Linked DNA regions of Mus musculus: all the other regions are linked to region 1. The links are chromatin contacts, called in public HiChIP or PLAC-seq maps. All regions are on one chromosome and are shown on one strand. Each heading gives the region's core, a stretch centred on a gene start, on an enhancer-like site or on the middle of the called end of the contact. The rest is flanking DNA. Distances are from core to core; before and after follow the strand shown.

Region 1 (4,141 bases), core at 886-3,385:
TTCACGTCCAGTCAGAGTAGGACACCATAGCCCTGTGTGTTTTCAGATTGCCAGTGCACCACACGGCCACACAGGTCTGAAGTCAGTAGCAGTTGCAACAAATGGAACAGGTTCACCAGCTTTGCCCTAAGACCTGTAAAAATCATCATAACACAAGGTCTTCATGGTGGTCCTGTGGACTGAGCACGGCTGAGCACATGGTATAAGGTTTTTAACATACAGATTAAAGTATCCCTTAACAGGACTGTGATGGAACGCCTCACTCCTCACGGGTCTGAGCTCATGTAGATCCTAACAGCCCTGGCTCAGACTGAGAGGGGAGGTGGGATCCTTCAGGAAGATGCCTGTAGCCCCCCCCCTCCAACAAACCTCACAGACCCTCTCCAGACACTCCGACCACCCTTACAGGCACCTGTCTGGGCACTGCATGGCCCCATCCAGCAGGCTTCCAAAGCTTGTTGTACTCTGCTAATTTGGGCTATGAATAAGAGGCCTAGGCCAGCCTTGCCTGTGTCCACAGGAGCTAAGATGTCCCCGCCCACCTTGTGTGGCTGGTGGGGAAGGGGTGGGTGAGGCCTGGATCCACCCCAACCTAAGCACAGGCTTTAGGGGGATGGAGCCAGCCAGGGGTGCTGGGGTACTTTGTGACAAGGGTACTTTGTACCTGTAGCAGAGTGTGCCACAGGAAGGGTACCTACCAGAAGGAGCCCTAGAAAGGGCAGGACAGACAAGCTCCACTACGGGAGTGCTGGGGGCTGCTGCTGCTGCTGCTGCTACTGCCAGCCAGCTTCTGATGGTTCTTCTGCCCCGGCCTCCAGCTCTGGGGCCAGTCACTCTGAGATCCAGAGAGGCTGACCTCAGCAGGCAGATGGCATCTGTCCTCCATGCTTTGAGGCCAGCCTTTCCTGCAGGCAGGTGCCATTCCTTCCACCCCATTCCAGATCAACGAGGAAGTTGTGTAATCCCGGGGTTGGGCACTGGAGTCAGTGGAAAGAAAGGTTCAGCTCTGTGGATTTAATCTTGTGTGTCTTGTGTCCTCATCTGTAAGATGGGAGTGATGTTTATACACAGTGTCATTGATTGCCACTGCCTGGCACACAAGTCTCAGTGAGGAGGATGTGAGTGAGCTTTTACCCACACTGAGTCAGTGTGCCTATGCATGTACAATACTCTAAACAAATAGGACAAAACTGGCTGTGCCCACCTCAAGGAGCAGCAGCAAACAGGCAGGCAGCATGGAGAAAGAGTGTCCTGCTCTTAAACCACCCTTGCTCTCTCTCCTTGCCCTGGTCCAGAGTTTCTGAAGCCTTGGTATAGGAAAGTTCACGTTAGCTGTGTACGGATGCAGAACAGCCAGTGCCTGTACACAGAGGCCTGGTGGGTAGGGATGGACATTTAGGTTGCACGCACACATGCATCTCTTTCCCATACCACAAGCACTGTGCGGAGTTGTGAATCAGACATCGTACCAGGCCCTGCAGCCCAGGTACAAGTTCAGTTCAAATGTGTGGTATTCCTAAGCAGCTTTACACAGAAAAAAAGGTGGGCACCCCAAAGGGCAAATTCTTAAATGACATGAAACTCAGATCCCAACTAATGGCAGACAGGGAGACTGTCACTGAGCACTGGACTTGGAGAGCAGCTGCTGGGTCTCAGGCAGCACCCATCATGGTAGCCAGGCTTGGAGCCCCAGTCTTGCCACACAACAGCCACACCTGCGCCTTTTAAAGAAGGCTCAGCAGGGCCTGCTGTCTCTCCTGCAGGAAAGCACCTTACTGTAATAGATATGCAAGCAAGAAACAGAGCCATCACCTAAAAGCTGGGACATCAGAGACCAGGAGCAGGCTGGGGAGGGGAAGGGATGGGATGCAGGGGATGGCATGGCTCTTCCTCCCTAACAGAGCAGTTGTTGCCAGTGCTTCCTCCTCCCCCTCCCCTTTCTCCTCCTCTCTCTCTTCCTCATCTTCCTCTTTGGAGGGTGTCTGTGGCAGATGATGCTCACTCCACTGACCCACTTTTGGACACAGCCCCCATCTTTTGCCTTCATTACACCTTTATCCACTGTGCCGAGTATGTGTTGTGGAAGACTGAAGCCCCTGCCAGTTCAGTTGTTGTATTTGGGCTTGTGATCTCTCACAGGAAATGAGAGTTCCCACTGCCTGGTGAGGAAGCCAGCAAGAAGCTGCCCAGCTTCTGCCAAGCTCTGCAGACAGGGCTGTTGGCACACTTTGTGCATGTCTCCTGCAGTTCACTCCCTTATCTGCCTCTCAGATACCTGCCCAAAAGCAGGCAGTGAAGACTGGGGACAAAACCTCTCTTTTTTGTGTGTGGTGATCTAAGTTACCTCATCAGAGGTACACAAGAGATGGAGTTAGCCCCCAGGCACGCATGGGTCAGGAAAGGGCAGGTGCCTCCACAAAACCTGGAGGTCAGCAACCTGGTGATCCGTCCACTTCTCAACTATCCCAGGGCACCAGGCAGTGCTGTCCACTGTACAACCGTCAGCCCTTCCTGGACTGAGAAGGGATGCCTCCACTCCCCTCCTCAGTTCCACTCTGCCTGTTCTCAGACAGATGACAACCGTGATGGAGCATATGGCCCCAAAGTCACCCAGCATTCTGTGAAAGTGACACTGTGGTACTCTGGGCTGGGGGGAGGGGACCATCCTCCAGTGCACAGCTTATGTCTTTGTTCTTCAGAAGGCCACAGGGTCACTCTCCCAAATCTGGAAAAAACATGCACAGGAATTTAAGAAGAGGACTATCTATCTAGGCAGCCATGTGAAAGCAGGCAGAGGGCTGGGCTAGTACAAGCCGGAGAGCACATGGAAGCCAAAATGGAGTGCCTCTTGTTCAACTCCCACCCAGACCTGTGCCACACAGAGGCGCCCCCCCCCCAGCAGCCTGGCTTCTGTAGCCCTTTGTTGGGGTCCTACACTCATGTCTGTAACCCCTACAGATTGCAGTGAGGAACAATAGGTACCTAGCTGGCTTTAGGTGTAGGCCTGGGCCCCCAGGCTGGAGAGCTAGGGTAGTGTTCCTCCCTTCCCACCCCCAAGCTCCACCTGGTCCTCACAGAGCCTGGTAAGTGCTGGGGTCAGGACACAGTAGATCCACGCCTCTCTTAGCCATGGCCATGTGGTGAGGCTATTGCTGGCCACTGGGATGTCTAGAACACAACCCAGGGCCTGACTATTCGTTGGAGCCACAGATCACAGCCAGGTATACTGGCAAAGTAGCTCAAAGCCCTGTGAGCCAGCAGGGACAGAGAGTCTGAGAGAGGCTCAGAAAAACAGGAGTGGGGAACAGGAAAGAAGGCAGATGACGAGGAAAAGAAGCAGGAGTTGGGGTGGACATCAGGGGTCGTCCATCTCCCCGCCCCCTTGCTCAGTTTCTGTGACTCTCCAGAGCCTGATTTTCATGGAGGCTACAAAGTTTCTGCTGAAAGTCTTGGTGAGTGGAACAATGCTTCCTAGCCTCCTTCCCTGCTGATGCCCTGACAGCTCCGTGGCTTGTCCCTGATTGCTTCTGGCCTTCCCTGGAAGCCCCCAGACACCCTCAGGTCGGGAATGGTGATCTTAGTGCTTCAGAACAGAGGGGGGGGCTGCCGGATAAATATAACCTGGCCTGGCTGTGGGCTTAAGTAGGTTAGAACTAGAGATGGATCATGTGGAAACAAAACCGGCCCCTCTGAAGTCCGGCCCTCTGCCCTGAATTGCCTCAGCCCTCGGCCCTCCTCTTGACAGCTGCCCCCTCCTGGAGCCCACCCCGTGTCTGTCCTTCATTTGCAGACTGTGATTCACTTACAGGGGAGCAGGAGACAAAGGAGGAAACTAACAGGGACTGACAACGCCTCTGACAAGATGATCCTTTGCTCTCTGGGCAGCAACTGAGCCGGAAACCTGGCCACCCAGGGGCCAGGCCTTAGCCCAGTAGCTATGGCTCGAAACTGAGCAGAGAACCTCAGCTACCTAGGCTAGGAAATGGGACTGAGCCTGCCTTTCTTTTAGCACAAGTTTGTTTGTGGTGGTGGTAGTGATGATGGTGTGGGTGTGTGGGGAGGTGTGGTGTGGTATGTATGGTATGTTATATGTAGTATGATATATGTGTGTGTACCAGTGCGTGTGTTTTGTGTGTGTGTG
Region 2 (4,047 bases), core at 1,192-3,691, 550 kb before region 1:
GTATTTGTGTGCAGGGGTGTGTGTGTATTTGTGTGCAAGGGTATGTGTGTATATTTGTGTGTAGGTGTGTGTGTATTTGTGTGTGTGGGTGGGTGTATTTGTGTGCAGGTGTGTGTGTATATATTTGTGTGCAGGGGTGTGTGTGTGTGTATTTGTGTGCAGGGGTGTGTGTGTGTATTTGTGTGCAGGGGTGTGTGTGTATTTGTGTGCAGGGGTGTGTGTGTATTTGTGTGCAAGTGTGTGTGTGTATTTGTGTGCAGGTGTTTGTGTATATATTTGTGTGCAGAGGTGTGTGTGTAAGTGTGTGTGTGTATTTGTATGCAGGTGTGGGTATATATTTGTGTGCAGGGGTGTGTGTGTATTTGTGTGCAGGTGTGTGTGTGTGTGTGTGTACATACACAGGTACATGTGAAGGCCTGAGATCATCCTCAGGTGTCTCCTTCAGTTGGTCTCTGCTTGTGTTTTTGAGACAGTTACTAGAACGTAGTGATTTGTCTCAGCTGGCTGCCTAGTGAGCTCCAGGCACCCTCTTGTCTCTGCCTCCTCAGCCCTGGGATCTAAGTGCTTGCTACCACACCCAGTCCTTTTCTGAGAGTCCCGGGACTTGAACTCATGTCCTTGTGCTTGTGCGGTTAGCACTTGAACAATGGGACAGTTTCCTCAGCCCTGCTCTTTTCCTTTCCACTGTGAACATTTGGCATGGCAGGAAACAAGCCTTTCTAGGACGCAGTTCACTGCTCGTTCTGCTTTAAGACTGATGTGGACCCAGCGCCGGGTGGGTGAGTCTGTGTTTATGGTGACATGAATCACATGGGCATCAGTGAGTTCTATAAACACTGCTGTATCAGAAGAGGGCTTCAAGCTCAACCAGCCCTATGTGACTGTGTGACTCGGTCCTCTCGGGAGCAGCTCTCTAGTATGCTGTCCCGGGTAGTGGCAGTGAGCGTAGTTATGATGGTGCCATCTGAGGAAGCTGAGCTGGCACCGAGTGAAAGGTGTATTTAATCTTTAGGAGAAGTAAGAGAAGGTTTCAGGAGCTTGGAAATTTCACTATCCCGAGAAAGTATACTGAAGTATGACCCAGGGACAAGGAATGACAAGTGCTGAGTCTTATTAGCTCTGGGACGTTTGGGCAGTAGCCTCTCCTGTCCAAGCCTAGCTGTCATACCCTGTGCATGACTAGCATGCCAGCCTTCATGTCCCCTGGAGTGGGTGTGAGGCGATGGCCTTGTCAGGCTTTCTTGCCTGTGCAGGCGTTTGTGGGATGGCGGGACTGAGGGGCAGGCGGGATTGTACGATGAAGTGGGTTCTCCTGGGAAACTGGACCTGGAATGTCTGGGGTCTGTTCTGCCATTGACCGCAGGGTCCGAGGCACCTGTTTTGTTGAAGGCAGAGTTAGTGAAGACTCAGCCCCTTCCCTGTAAGGATTAGTCATATCCTCCCATCCAAACACTAACCAGCCTCGACCCTGCTTAGCTCTATCGGACCAGATGGAGGTAAGGTGAGCTCATGTGGAATGGCCTGAGATTTAATTGCATTCTTGCTGGTCACCTGGAAGGTCAGTGCGTTGTGAGTGAGTGGCATTGACCTTAGGATCCTCTAGACCTGCCTTGCTAGTCAGGCCGTGGTGGGGTGGGCTGAGGTGTGTGCACTGGGGGCATGCACTGGAGTCTGTCACAGGTAGGGCGAGTCAGAAGAGACCACTGCACACTGCTTTTCCTTTTGGAACGTGTTGTTCACACAGTCCCACGCCCTTGCCCAGAAATGTGTGAAAACCACTTGCAATATGCCAAAGGAGGCTCTTTTCAGAGTGAGCTGGCCCAACCACCCTCTCGAAGCCAGTGGGTTTTGTGTGAACATTCAGGTCCTTCCTCCACTGCAGGAATTTGGGGTCTGCCTGGGGTGCTGGTCAGGGCTAGTGCAGACTGGTGAATGTGGACGGATTCTGATAATTTCGGAGTGAGAGTCTGGTAAACAGGTGCGAGCCTGAGTTTCTCCATGGCCTTAGCAGGGGCAGACCACAGTGGATAGGTAGGACCCGGACTCATCCTGCTCATGTGGACTGGGATGTGGTCCGGTCCCCTCGCTGGGTACTGAAAGGTCTCCAGAGCCCAGCACTATCTGGATCTGTCTTCACTCTTTCTAGTTGGAGCTCACCCTGGTCCCTCTTGGGTATGCTATATGCACCTGCTGCCACATCCATTGGCTGCCATGTATCTCGGAGTGTGCCCCAGACTCTCGCACCCTTCTCTCTCTCTCTCTCTCTCTCTCTCTCTCTCTCTCTCTCTCTCTCTCTCTCTCTCTCTCTCTCTCTGTCCTTTGTTCCCAGAATGGTTCCACTCCCTTGCCTTGGTTACCCCCGGCTCTCTCTCTAACCACCTTTCCTTTCTCTGAATGTCTGCTGAGTCACTTCCTGCCTAGGGCGCAGAGCTCAGTAAATATTTTTGAATGTATTAATTTGGCCCTTCTCCACAAAGGTAACTTACCCGTGTGTCATTCATCCGCCCAGTTCTGACTGCTGGAGTTCCCTGTTCGGAAGCCCTGTCTTGGGCCTGCCTTGCTCTCCTCCCCCTGCCTCCCACCATTTGGGGAAGTCCAAGGTGCTGTGGTGAGGGATGGGGTTGAAGAGAGTTTAAGGAAGCAGCAGAGACCTGTGCAGATGTGAGTTAAGGATGATTGAGTTCCAGCTGTGACCTGACCTGCCTTAGGGAACCTAGAACAGGTGGAGAACTAGGCACTACTGGCCCAGAAATAGGAACTCAGAACTCCAAGCACTGTCTGGGCTTCTGTCTCATCATCAGCTACTCACTCGGCCCTCTCATCTCAGATGCTGGTAGCTTCGACCTGTCATGTGTAGCAGTCCAATGTCTGATCGTTACTCCTGTATGGTTTTTCTATGCATCTATTGAACAGAACACAGGGGCCTGAACTGAGCCAACAATAATGACTTCCATCTCCTGTTAATCCCGGGGAAGCTTGGCACTCTGTCACTTCTAGTAGCCAATGTGGGGGCCAACTGTGTACCTTTCTCTTTGTGTCTAGCTTGTTTCTAGACCTCAGTAAGCACTCAGTGTGGGTTGATCAGTGAGGCCATGTGTCTTATTTAAGGGAGTGAGTAGCTTTACCTTTTCCAAGGTGTTGACCTGCAGGCCATTGGAGATTGTACAGAAGGGAGCCAGGGGACCTGGAGGAAGGAAGGGGGCCAGGGCTGAGCTGTGTGTAACAGGCCCTGCTTTTCAAAGAGCCTGGCCTGCTGGGTTTGTTGTGGCAATGTTCAAAGGCAGGAAAGTAGATAAGATCAGACTTCAGACTGCTCACCCCCATACCTCCTCCGCCTCTAACAGCCCAGAGTGTCACCCAGGGCAGGCAGGCAGGCAGGCAGGCAGGCAGGGCCGGCGTGGGTATTTTTCAACTTTTGTAAACGCTACACTAGCACAGTGAGTGGCACTTCCTTGTCCTCGGAGAGGCTGGGGAATGAATGAGTTCAGGCTTTCCTGTTCTCATGGGAGTGGGTAGGTGCCAGTGTGTACACCGAGTGGCAGCTCCCTTGGGGAGATGAGGCATGCTAGCCAGAATGCCTCATCATAGAAGAAGCTAGACTTCTACAAAGAAAGGATCCTGTTGGGCGAGGTGGGGCATACTTATAATTCCAGCACTTGAGAAGCTGAGGCAGGAGGATTATGGATTTCAGGTCAGAGTGAGACCCCTGTCTCAAACAAGACCAAAAGCAAGTCAAGCATGGTGGCTCATGACTGTAAAGCCAGCACTTGAGAGGCTGAGGCAGGAGGATTGCTTTGAGGTAAATAGTGTCGAAAACCAACTGATGGGTCAAACAAACCAAGGCTTGTCTTTTGATTCATCTTCAGTGGTTCAAGCCGTGCTCTGTGCCATCCTTGCTTGGGTCCCAGTTCAGAACATCTGACCCTGTTACCCTCTGTTTCGGGGGCTCGGGAGGGGGCACACGTCTGCATATTCTATAAGCATCCATATGCACTGTGGGCAGTACCCTCCTGCCAGCCCATTTCCCATAATCCCGTCTGTCATGGC
Region 3 (3,749 bases), core at 281-2,780, 590 kb before region 1:
AAGGACCTCCTTCCTTATAGTCTCTAGCAGCAAGTGGAAGGGAGGCTGCAGCCACCATCTAACTGGTTTGCAGGAACCGGCTTGCTGAGGTCTACTGAGCCTCAGGGGTCTTCCTTTCAGGACTTACCAGGGAGGTGGAAGGAGGGAAACCACAACCCCTGACAAGCTGCCGCTGGCGGTTGGTGGTGGGGCAGCCTCGAGGACAGAGCAGGGGGCCCCTGAAGCTTCAGGGCTGACTCTGTGGGACGAGCCACACTTCATAGGGCTTCGTAAAGCGCACCGGATCTTGGTTTGCAAATAACTTGTTTCTCACCACGGGAGAGAAATAGGTGTGTGTGTGTTCGCGCGTGCGCAAAACCAAGCACACTCTAAGCATCTGGGCTAGCCTGATAGGGAGGCTGAAACAGGATAAAGGAGCAGAGGGTCTAATGTAACGCCCCAAATCCGTGGAGGGACCGTGGGCAACCAGCCCTGAATTCGTCTAGTCTGCAGTAAAGCCCCTAGGGCTACTCAAAGTCAGGTTCTCTTGGCTTCCCACCTAGGCTAACTTTGAATAAACTTCTCGAGTCCTCTCCGGCTTGCTCTTTGTGTGTGCGAGTTCATTGCTTTGTAAACAAAAGCTCTCTTACTTGTTTGGTGTCGAATTTCGGAACTTCAGTAACACCCTGAAATGTTAATTCTCTCCCCTCCTCCAAAGAAAAATCCTAAAGCACCCCCATTCATTCCTTCAGGAACGCAACAGATGTCTTTGAGGCCCGTTTTCTGCAAAAAGCTTGGTTCACTGGGCCCAAGGGACCCCTGGCTCCAGCTATTGTTCAAGTTGTCACTGAGGTCTCTTAACTCCTTTTAAGTCTCCCTCTCCCCTTTTCCAACTCCCTCCTCCGCAGTCTCAGGCAGTCGGCCGTTCTGATCTCACCCAGCAGGAAAACAAAAACAAAACAAAAAACCACCTAAAGCAGCTCTGGCCACTGAGCGAGATCAGCGTGCCCCAACTTCCTGGGCCCGGAGCTTTTCTGAACCCCTCACCGCGCCCGAGTCCTCTCCGGAGTGCAGCCAGCCCTTGACGGACAGTGCCTGTTCCCTGTGAGTCTAATCCTCTCTAGTTCCTGCAACGGTATCTGAGAGTCTGTGGGGCGGCGAGTCCCCAGGAGTCCGGTCCCTCGGCACTTGGCAGAGCTGGCGGCCGCCCTACCCGGTGGCCCACGTGGGCGCGCTTGGCGGCGCTGGGCGGGGAAGGCCGCGGGTCCTCCCCGGAGCAGGGCGCGGGGGAGGAGCGGGGAGCCCCGGCAGCGAGGGGGCGGCGACTGCGCTGGGAAGGAGGCTGCACGCGGAGCTGCGTGAAACGTAGACTTGGGAGCGGGCGGGAGAGGAGCGGGTAGCGCGGCTGCTCGGCCCTGGCTGGCCCTGCAAGGCGGCGATCGCAGAGGAGGAGGAGGAGGAGGAGCAGCGCTGCAGAGGCGGAGGGATCTGCGCACCAAAGCCATCCAGGCCAGCAAAGTTTGGCTGGGGGTTGGACTTTCCTTCCCGGAGGCGGCACCCAAACAGCTACCCCGTGCGGAAACCCAAACTTTCTACTGCCACTTGGAGTCTCGCGGCCGCCGCCTCCGCCCCGCGCGTCCGGGGCCTGCCCGTCAGTCCGTCGGTCCGCGTGGAGCAGCTCGGGCGCCGCCGTGCTCCCGATCCCCGCAGCTGCAGCGCCGCAGTCCTGGCCCGGACGCCCGGGCAAGTTCTCCAGAGTTAAAAGCGAAGTTCGGGCGAGGCGCGGGCCGAGCTGCCTCTGAGCGCCCCCGGCGTCCCCAGTGCGCCCAGCCCCGCCGGGGGCGCCGGTGACCCTTCGGTGCCAGCCATGTCGTCCATCCTGCCCTTCACCCCCCCGATCGTGAAGCGCCTGCTGGGTTGGAAGAAGGGCGAGCAGAACGGGCAGGAGGAGAAGTGGTGCGAGAAGGCGGTCAAGAGCTTGGTGAAGAAGCTCAAGAAGACGGGGCAGTTGGACGAGCTGGAGAAGGCCATCACCACGCAGAACGTGAACACCAAGTGCATTACCATCCCCAGGTGGGGTCCCAGAGCGGCTGGGGGCGCACTGGCCCAGCCCCCTAGCGCGGCCCGGGTGGAGAGGGAGGGCGTGTGCGCGTGTGTGCGCGCGCCTGTAGGGGACGGGGAGTGGGTGGAGGGACCCCAAACAAAACCTTCGGATTTGCCTAGCCTCAGAGACCTGGCTTCCGTGCAGCATTTTGGCTTCTAGACCTCAAGGGTCGCCAGCTGCTTCCGGGCAGCAGGGGTGTTTCTGAGCTTGGCCCCCCAACTCTCGGGGCTTCGGGCTCCAAGTGGAGGCCCCGCTTTGTTCGGCTCTGCCGGCCGAGCCCCTCCTCCTCCGCCGCCTCCCGCCCCGCGCTCGTGGAGGTGGTGGCGTGTGTCCCTTTCTTTTCTTCAGCTCTGTTCCCCCACTTCTTTTCCTCGTCTACAGGAATGCAGTCGGTACAGCTGTGGGTGAGGAGCGGGAGCCCGTTGATTGACAGATTCCTTCTTCGCTCTTTCTTTGCTTTGGGATTAGCATTTTTACTGAGTATTTTTAGATTTGGTTGTGCCAGCCTCCCGCCCCCTGTGCACGCATGCACGCACGCACTTAGTTGGAGAGCAGAGCACCGACTTTGAAGCGGGAGAAACAAGTGGCAGAAAGTAGGGGCTTTCCCTCTTTCCACCCCACCCCTGCTGATTTGCGATCTTTTTAATCCAGAGTATGCGGGTGCCTAGAATGGAGCAGGCAGCTCCAGGCAGATAACAAAACACCCCAGGGCTGGCCTCCCATCGGCCCTGCATTCCTGTAGAGCCTATTTTCCCAAAGCGCTTTGCCATCTGTCCTGACCTCCTTTATCCTTCCCATCGGGCTAGAGGAGTCCGGCGGGAGCTCACAGATGGCTGATGGAAGGGGTCAGTGACTTCACTCCCAAGGCCTTCTAGAGCATACCCGCGTCTGGGCAATGCGGTGAGAGCACTTTAGTCTTCTGGTTTTGTTTCTTCTCAAACACCTTTAAAGACTGATTCCAGATGAGGGGCAGGTGGGGATGTTTGGGGGGGGGCGGGGGCGTTCTGCCTGCAGAGGGATGGAAAGAAGGCCTACGATAGTAGAGGTCATCACCTGTCTAGGCAGGGGTAGCTTCCATCCTTGGCCACCTGCTCAAGGCAGCTGTGTATGGGCTGCCAGCCCTGATAGTAAGACACAAAACAACATCTGTCCACAGGAACCCAGGGTCGGCCTTCCCTAGAAGCACACACCACATATGGTGGGAATGACACTTAAAGAAAACAGAAACAAAACACAACAAAAGCAAAAATCTAACAACCCCCAAACCTGAGTGGGTGGATTCCACCTGTAAAGGAGAGGGCAGGCAGGCAGTATGTGGTCTGGAAGAACGCTTGGCTGCTGAGCCTTTGCCAGCTGGCGTTAGGGGTGATGTGATAGTCAGAGGCACCTGGGTTTTTGGCTTCTTCTCCAGCTTTCCAATCTCCTCTATCCTTTTGCTGAAGCGGGCGGTTGAGTTTCACAGAGCTCTGTCAGGTCTGGAGAAGCAGCCTCCCCCCACCCCCCACCCCCATCTGCCCGAGTGCACCCAGCTCAAGTGCTTTCTGTTTTGAACCCTCCTCCAGTGCTATCAAGTATGAAATAGCTGTGCAAAGTATTTCACAATTTACAAGGCACTTTCATATGGTCGACGACAGAACTGGAACATAGAAAAGGCACGGAGGTCTAA

Evidence for each region. HiChIP or PLAC-seq counts read pairs in DNA pulled down with a chosen protein or histone mark.
Region 2: an H3K27ac HiChIP or PLAC-seq map of T-cell acute lymphoblastic leukemia shows a contact between it and region 1, with 2.8 times the contacts expected there. The contact joins two enhancer-like sites. A contact is called at or near these places in 1 of 115 datasets of contacts at active chromatin or transcription factors (T-cell acute lymphoblastic leukemia) and 1 of 9 other capture datasets (embryonic stem cells).
Region 3: a contact with region 1 is called in an H3K27ac HiChIP or PLAC-seq map of T-cell acute lymphoblastic leukemia, with 3 times the contacts expected there. The contact joins the promoter of Smad3 here to the enhancer-like site in region 1. A contact is called at or near these places in 3 of 39 promoter capture datasets (embryonic stem cells and stem cell-derived epiblast-like cells) and 9 of 115 datasets of contacts at active chromatin or transcription factors (T-cell acute lymphoblastic leukemia, embryonic basal ganglia, embryonic forebrain and 6 more).

The regions. Positions count from the first base shown.
Region 1 is chr9:63,164,890-63,169,030 of GRCm38.p6, reverse strand. All of the region lies in intron 21 of Map2k5 (mitogen-activated protein kinase kinase 5), which reads left to right. Among named protein-coding and RNA genes, the nearest start is that of Skor1, 20 kb to the right of the region's middle. Within about 2 kb of position 2,135, at least 2 of the 459 cell types and tissues checked have an H3K27ac peak or open chromatin away from gene starts, as enhancers often do. A contact at or near this core is called in T-cell acute lymphoblastic leukemia, where this site is marked.
Region 2 is chr9:63,720,270-63,724,316 of GRCm38.p6, reverse strand. The region is part of intron 1 of Smad3 (SMAD family member 3); the gene reads left to right. Among named protein-coding and RNA genes, the nearest start is that of Gm51710, 9.3 kb to the left of the region's middle. Within about 2 kb of position 2,441, at least 151 of the 459 cell types and tissues checked have an H3K27ac peak or open chromatin away from gene starts, as enhancers often do. A contact at or near this core is called in T-cell acute lymphoblastic leukemia, where this site is marked.
Region 3 is chr9:63,755,775-63,759,523 of GRCm38.p6, reverse strand. It overlaps Smad3 (SMAD family member 3), which reads left to right and starts at 1,530. Exons shown (of 9, transcript NM_016769.4): 1 at 1,530-2,052. The coding sequence starts at 1,847.